Linked DNA regions of Sus scrofa: region 1 is linked to region 2. A link is a contact called in public HiChIP or PLAC-seq data. All regions are on one chromosome and are shown on one strand. Each heading gives the region's core, a stretch centred on a gene start, on an enhancer-like site or on the middle of the called end of the contact. The rest is flanking DNA. Distances are from core to core; before and after follow the strand shown. Region 1 has its middle 53 kb from the start of SNX19. Region 2 has its middle 190 kb from the start of SNX19.

Region 1 (3,787 bases), core at 496-2,995, 140 kb before region 2:
GGGAAGTTATTAGTGTCCTCATTTTACTGAAAAAGAAACAAATATGGAGAGTCTGTCTTCTGCTTGTGATCCCTCGCCTCGTTTGTTTCAAGAGGCAACAGCACAGGGATTAAGAGTTACCGTTCTGGCTCACCGGTAACAAACCTGACTAGTATCCGTGAGGACGCGGGTTCCATCCCTGGCCTCACTCAGTGGGTTAAGGATCCAGTGCTGCCGTGAGCTGTGATGTAGGTCACAGATGCAGTTCAGATCCCGTGTTGCTGTGGCTACCGCTCCAATGTGACCCAGCCTGAGAACTTCCACAGGCTGTGGGTACGGCCATAAAGAGACAGAAAAAGAGAAGGAAGGAAGGAAGGAGGGAACGAGGAAGGTCGGACAACAGACAACCAGGTGTGAATCCCAACTTCACCACTGATTAGCTCCGTGTCCTTCCATAAGTGACTTAAAATCTCTGTGCATGAGTTCTCATTCATTAAGTGGGAATAATAATGGTACTGTCCTCAGAATGGGGGAGGGGCTGAGTTACTATATTTAGGACCCTTTGAATAAGCTGCAGCACACAGTTCCTAATAAATGTTTGTCATTGTCACTGGGGAGCCCAAGACCAGGCCTTCCACCCTCCAGCTCAGGGACGTTTCTGCTGCCCCCCGCGGCATCCTCCTCCACATGCAGACTGGACATACGGCGGCCATCCATGTTTCAGTGAAAACTCATCCCAGAGTGCACATCCCCTGGAACTCCAGTTGGTCCTTTCGCCATTAATTCAAGCTGCTTTTCATTGCTCTAAAGCTTTAAAAATGTATAAACCACACACTTTGACCCAGCATCACTGCCAGCCTAAGGGCAGGTGCTCCCACCCTCCTCGGAAAAAGCCCTTCTACTTCAATCTTCAGCCATAAGAAGCCTTAGGTGCCTCGTTGATATGGGGATGCTCGTCACCACCTCCAGGCCTTGCCTTAGGTGGACTGTCCACTGGAACAGTCTCTCTTTTCCTTCCTCATGTCATTGTCATCCGTGCCAGACCAGTCGGTCCTGGACCATTTGTTTCTAGCCCTCTGAGTACTTGTCTTGTCTTTTGCACTTTTCTTACCTACTTTTTGCAAGTCCAGCCTGTGGTGTGTGGGGGCTTGCACTCTCCATGGCACACGGCAAAATGCTCAGGACCCAGTGGGTCCCTAAATAGTGCTCAATCAGAACTGACCAACAGTTTGGGGAACTGCCTCTCTGAGCAGCTGACAGTCACCCCTACCCCTTAGTTGCACGTTCAAGTGTCAGGGGACGTACCCAGATGGCATTCAACAGCACAGTGCCTAAAAAGGGGGGGACCTTTAGGAGCTGTCCCTGGGGAGGGGGGCGGAAGGGAAGAGACCTCTCCCCGTGCTCAGAGCAAGTCGCGCCACGGAGCCCCACAACCCGCCTGCACGCATTGGGGCTCGGGAAACACAGGCCCATCAGCAGCTTGAGGAGCACCCGAACCAGGCGGGACCTTGTTCTTTGGTTAAAAACAAGTGAAGGTCATCTGCCCCCGGGCCACTTGGCACCGTGGTACCGTGACAGAAGGGGTTCCACTTAAAGGGCAGCGCAAATCCAGGGCATTAAAATAACCCGAATGGTGTCGTTTTCTGATCAAATGCCTTTCCCTCTCGGGTTTGTGATTTTTGAGCCTGAGAATGTCTCCCCACAGCTCAGGTTTCCCCACTGCCACCCTGGTCTCAGGCCTGGAATGTGCGTACTGGCCATCGAGGTCTGATGTGACTATGTCACTGTCCTGAAATGGAGAGACATTATCTCATGGCCGGTGGCAGCGGACAGGCACCAGCGTGCTGCTGGCAGGCACGGCTCGAACGCGGGACGGTCCCAGGAGTGTCCCCTATCCCAGCTCTCAGTGACAGATGGCCTGAGGGCCCAGGCTCTGAGCTGCGCCTGGTACCCTGGGGTCCTGCAAATTTTCCCACCTGGGAGAAGCCCAGGGAAGCCTAGACCAAGACGGGAACCGGCTCACTCTTGGACCATCATGTTGGTTTGCAGAAAGGCCACCCCTGGTCAGGACGCCCTTGCGTATCTGGAAGGCTTGGTCAGCATGCAGAGCGCAGCCGTGCACAGGACAAGAGACCTGCACCCAAGGCCAGGCTGACCTCCGTCCTTCCTTAGCTGGGCCCCTGGGCAAGGGCTTCACCCACAGGGCACATGGGCCTGGTGGCCTGTGAGGCCACCATCCCTTCCAGCTCTTGGAGAGGACGAGGCCTCAGGGAACCACCAACCTCCCATGTGCCAGACATGCAGGAGGGCCTGGTCCCTTGGTCAGGATGCTCTTCTGGGCTGAAGAGCAGCCCCTTCTCATGCAGCCTGGGGAGGAGGGCCGGGCGGGCCCTTTCCTCCTGCATCTGCCTGATGCTCACGCACTTCCTGGGCTCTACTATGAGACACTGCTGTGGCTGCTGGGCCAGTTCCCAAATAGGTCTTGCCCACTCAAGCTTCTCCACTGAAAGTGCCTCTTTGCGGCTCTCCCTTTCTTTACAGTCCAGAAGCTGTTCCTCTACTGGGCGAGGTGTCAGAGCAACCACCTCCAGGCCCTGGAGCACCACGAAGCTGCACGGCAGCACAGATCCCACACACAGCTCCCACCACTGGCCTTTATGGCCACACGTTAGCAGGAGCGCGCCTTCTAGGCCCTTCCATGCAGAGACTGTATTTTGTCTCTCAGTGCCCCCACTGCCTGGCAACATGCTCACAGCACTGATGTCCCATCACACTTGGCATCAAACCCTGAGAGGGGATCCAGCGACACAGCCGCATTTCCTGACCCGCGGCCTCCTGACCTTCCTCCCAGACCCAGCTCGCTGGGATCAGACCCTGCCTGGCATGTCTGCTCTGGATGTCCAGGGCTCACCCCCTCGTCCACGGTCTCCCACCAAATGCCACCTTCACAGAGAGGACTTTCCCAACCACGCTTTCTAAAACAGCTTTCCTCATTCCCCAGCCCTCAAGCTGTTTCATTTCTCTTCATGGTACTTAACGCTGGTGGACTGTTGTTACATTTTATCACACTATAGTGTATTACAGATACTGCACATTTTCAGATTTTGGTCATGTGTGACTGACCCCATAAGATGGCCAGCTCCAGAGGGGCCAGGACTGGCTGTATTCCCAGCTTGTCCCCGCAGCAGTGTCGGCAATGCCGGAGGCACGCACTGTTTACTGAATTAATGTGGAGGAAAATGCACGCCAAGGTGAACTCTTCCTTGCAAAGGCAAGACCGTGATGGCTGATCATGTGACAGGCAGGAGATGATATAGGACTTTCTTTTAAAGAACCAATGAGAAGTTCCCTTCGTGGCTCAGTGGTTATTGAACCCGCCTAAGTTCCATGAGGTTGCGGGTTCAATCCCTGGCCTCTCTCAGTGGGTTAAGGATCCGGCGTTGCCGTGAGCTGTGGTGTAGGCTGGCAGCTGCAGCTCTGATTTGACCCTTAACCTGGGAACTTGCATATGCCACGGGGGTGGCCCTAAAAAGCAAAAAAATAAAAATGAAAGAACCAATGAGCATCAGAACTGCAAATGTCCTTGAAAGTTGGTCAACTCCCAGTTGTACAGAGTGGGAAGCAGCCCCAGAGGGGGAAGTGAGCAAATGCTTGTGAAGGTAACGTCTTTGACCTCTAAGAGTTAACCATCCTAGAACAAAGTCTGCTGTGACTGCTAAACTGCACAGATTTGGAGCTATCAATCTTCCGCTGGTTTTGCCTTCAAATCATTTTTATTAGAAAGAAATGAAACAAACAACAGAACAAG
Region 2 (3,695 bases), core at 784-3,283:
GCCAAGATTCCAATCCAGTCTGTCTGTCGTCAAGTGCTGAACTCTTAGCCATTCAGTGATATTGCAATTCCAGAAACAACTATAGCTGCCTTTAAACTCATTCATTCCCAGGAGCAGCACCCTGAAACTGACAACTGGTGTTTGAATTGCTTAGTGTTCGTGGGAAGACAAGACCAGAAAAGATAGGCTTGCAGAAGAAAAGCTACCACCCTGCCAGTGGACAATGGCAGGAAGGTTGTGTTAAGAATGTTCTTCCGGGAGTTCCCGTCATGGCGCAGTGGTTAACAAATGTGACTAGGAACTCTGAGGTTTCCGGTTCAATCCCTGGCCTCACTCAGTGGGTTAAGGATCCAGCGTTGCCGTGAGCTGTGGTGTAGGTCACAGACTCAGCTTGGATCTGGCATTGCTGTGGCTCTGGTGTAGGCTGGCGGCTACAGCTCCGATTTGACCCCTAGCCTGGGAACCTCCATATGTCACGGGTGCGGCCCTAGAAAAGACAAAAAAAAAAAGAATGTTCTTCCAAGAGTTCCTGTTGCGGCTCAGTGATAAGTAACCCGACTCGTATCCATGTGGACTCGGGTTCAATCCCTGGCCCTGCTCAGTGGGTTAAGGATCCAGCGTTGCCATGAGCTGTGATGTAGGTTACAGATATAGTTGGGATCCTGCTTTGTTGTGGCTGTGACATAGACTGGCAGCTGCAGCTCCAATTTGACCCCTAGCCTGGGAACTTTCATATGCAGCAGATGTGGCCCTAAAAAGACAAAAAAAAAAAAAAAGAAAAAAGTTCTTCCAGGAGTTCCCTCATGCCTCAGTGGGTTCTATCCCCAGCCTGGGAACTTCTACATGCCTCAAATGTAGCTAAAAAAAAAGAATGTTCTTCCATTCTCCACAGTGCAAAAATCCCTTCCTGGCTCCATGGAATGATCATTCTAGCCTTTGCTCCTCCAAGGGCAGCCAATGGGCCAGCAGCATTGCCATCACCTTGGAGCTGGTTAGGAAGGCAGAACCTCAGTGCACCCACATTGACTGAATGGGCCTCTTAACAGGATGACCAGCTGCTTCTGCTGCACCGTGAAGTTTGAGAAGTCTGTGCCTTTCCCCTCCCTGACTTGTTTTCCAGGCTGGTGTGGCCCTAAGGTTCCTACCACACCCCCCATCAGACCACCAGCTCCCTAAAGACAGAGGCTTTCTCTTCCATTCCTATCTTGCCTCTTTCTAGGCATGGCTGTGGTCGTTTGAGTCCCATCAACCCAGCTCCAAAAAAGGGGGAGGAGGGACCCAAGAATACAACAGAAGAAGGGACCCTTCTCTAAAGCCAAAACCACGCTCAGCCTCCCAGATGGGTGGCAGGTCCTTGAGAATTACTCTGGTGCTGTAGGGATCTAAGTGACACAGGTGTGTATATTCTATAGGCAGGCATGTATTTTCTATAGGCAGAAAGAGACAGAGTAGACTCATTAAATGTTGAAACTGTCCACTAGCCCATAAGGGGACGTTGAACTTCCCAGTGGGATAAGGGCCTCTGTGCTCCTTCCCATGAAGCTGTTCTTGGAAGAAACCCTCACGAAATGCTGTGGGCTTGGACAGGGACCTGGAACTAGGCTGCTGCAGCTGGAATAGCATGCAGCCCGGACCTCTAATCTCCTGTGCTTATTGCTCACTGCAGACCCCCTTTGCTCCGAGGCCCTGGAGTCCTTTCCAGAAAATGGGAGCAAACGTCTGTCCTGACTCTTCTGCTCTTGCTGCCAAATTTCTGCCTGTCCCCAGGCGCTGGGATACCCTGGAAGGAGAGATGTCCTGGGGGTGCGGAGGCCAGCAGGCCAGCCAGCAGCTCACGGGCCTGCTCACGCCCACTGGCATGCCTTTCTCTATCAGCTCCAGATGCAAGGCTTCCCCAGAGACCATGCCTTGCAGGAAAATTCTCACTGTCCCCAAGGCAACCCAAATTCTTTAAGTGCGTATGTCACCTCCAGCCCTTCCACAGCCCTCACCTGCCTCAGAGACCATAATCACTCAAGGAAAAATAAAGTAAAAGTTCCCAACACCCTCCTCCTCCTCCCCTCGGGCCGGCCTGGTGCACACGTGCAGCTGGAGAGCCGCTCCAGGCTCAAAAGCACGAGGCTTTCCATTCCAGTTCAACTGTGATGTTGTCATGGAAACACCCAGTGAGGTGTTTCTCTGGCCAGCCAGCCCAGGCTGGGGACCTGAGGCCCATGTCGCAGATGTCTCCTCGCTGGCATCCAGAGCCCTCTGCCACCCTCACCAGCCAGGGCCCCCAGGCACTGGCAGGGCTGTTCACACTCGCGTCTGCGTGGGCTTCAGTGCACACGTTTGTTTTGTTTTCTCTTCAGTCCAGTCCCTCCTGACACACAAAAAGCACATTCTTGGGAAAAAAAAAAAAAAAAAGAAAGAAAAGAAAAAGAAAAATGTATTTTTTTTCCCTGCATTCCAGCTGCCTGAGCTAAGCAGAGGAATGAATGGTTTGGGAAAAATCTCACACAGGAATAAATTTACAAGGGACAGCTGAGCGGATAAATTCAGTCCCCAAAGAGGGGCATTACGAGGCCTTTTGGCAGGAGACTTGCCCCTTGTGCAAAGCTGTCTAAAAAGAAAAACAGAGCAAGAGAGGGGAGCTTTCAAACCCACCCCAAAATAAACCTTTCAGAAATCCTTTTAACTCCCTCTAGCTGTTAGCACTGGAAGAAAGCAGGGAGGCCTGTCCACCAAGCCCTAGCAATTCTTTCTGAGTGGACCTCTCAGGGGTCCCGGGCTTGTCTGGGATGCTCTTCTTGCTCCTTCATGCTTAGGTGGTGCTTCAAGGTTAACCAAATTTTCTGGCTTGACCCATTGTCCACACACTTGACAATAACGATGGCTCCTTAGGGGCCCCCTCAGCCGAAGAGTGGCCCGAACACAAGAAGGGCTGATGTACTGGATGGCTGGGAGGGGGACCTAGACCCTGGGGTGAGGGAGGCCCTGCAGGAAGGAGACTGGGGTGGGGGAGGGTGCTACCCAGGCTGGAAGATGCTGCATCTGACCATGCAATGTTTGTTCCTTTGAGACCCCGCAGTTTTTCCTACGAAGACTGAGAGTAAGATTATGCCAGAATCATTTTTGGATATTTTCCCCCCAAAGGGTGTCAAACAGTGACCTCCCCTCTGCTTCCTTACCATTTCCTTGACTCACCAGTTGGTGGCTGGTTCCAAGAATTAGGAAAGTCCCTTCAATTGCCCTCAGGTCTGAAAGCCCAGAGAACCCAAATCCTCTCCCCCCACTTTTTTTTTTTTTTTTTGGAAACCAAATCCTAGAACTCTTACAGCTGGCAATGACCTTCTTGTTCCTCCTTGCTGCTTTTCCCAGGCTCTTTTGCCCCTAGGAGAGCCTGAGATTCTAACCCCAGCCAGCCGGGCTCCTCTGGGAAAGGCGAGCTTTGACCGTCACCAAACATGTCCACATTGCATGCCTGGAACTAGTGCTGAACCCAAGTTAACTGCTCCTTCTCCACGCATATTCCTACTTCCGAAGTCATTGTCGGTCACCGAGCGTTAAGCACTTATGGTCCTGTCCTGCTCTGTACACTTGGAGATGAAAAAATACATATATACCCCCATGGTTGTTCTCTGCCCCCTGTGAGCTCAAAATTCTGTTGATGAGGCACTAATTATCAGTAACTGAGTACTTGCTGTGCTCCAGGC

The links. HiChIP or PLAC-seq counts read pairs in DNA pulled down with a chosen protein or histone mark.
Region 1: an H3K27ac HiChIP or PLAC-seq map of skeletal muscle shows a contact between it and region 2, with 3 times the contacts expected there. The contact joins two enhancer-like sites. A contact is called at or near these places in 1 of 47 Hi-C or Micro-C datasets (embryonic fibroblasts) and 1 of 2 datasets of contacts at active chromatin or transcription factors (skeletal muscle).

What each region holds. Positions count from the first base shown.
Region 1 is chr9:57,503,364-57,507,150 of Sscrofa11.1, reverse strand. No RefSeq gene overlaps it. Among named protein-coding and RNA genes, the nearest start is that of SNX19, 53 kb to the left of the region's middle. Within about 2 kb of position 1,745, at least 1 of the 83 cell types and tissues checked has an H3K27ac peak or open chromatin away from gene starts, as enhancers often do. A contact at or near this core is called in skeletal muscle, where this site is marked.
Region 2 is chr9:57,362,524-57,366,218 of Sscrofa11.1, reverse strand. No RefSeq gene overlaps it. Among named protein-coding and RNA genes, the nearest start is that of SNX19, 190 kb to the left of the region's middle. Within about 2 kb of position 2,033, at least 38 of the 83 cell types and tissues checked have an H3K27ac peak or open chromatin away from gene starts, as enhancers often do. A contact at or near this core is called in skeletal muscle, where this site is marked.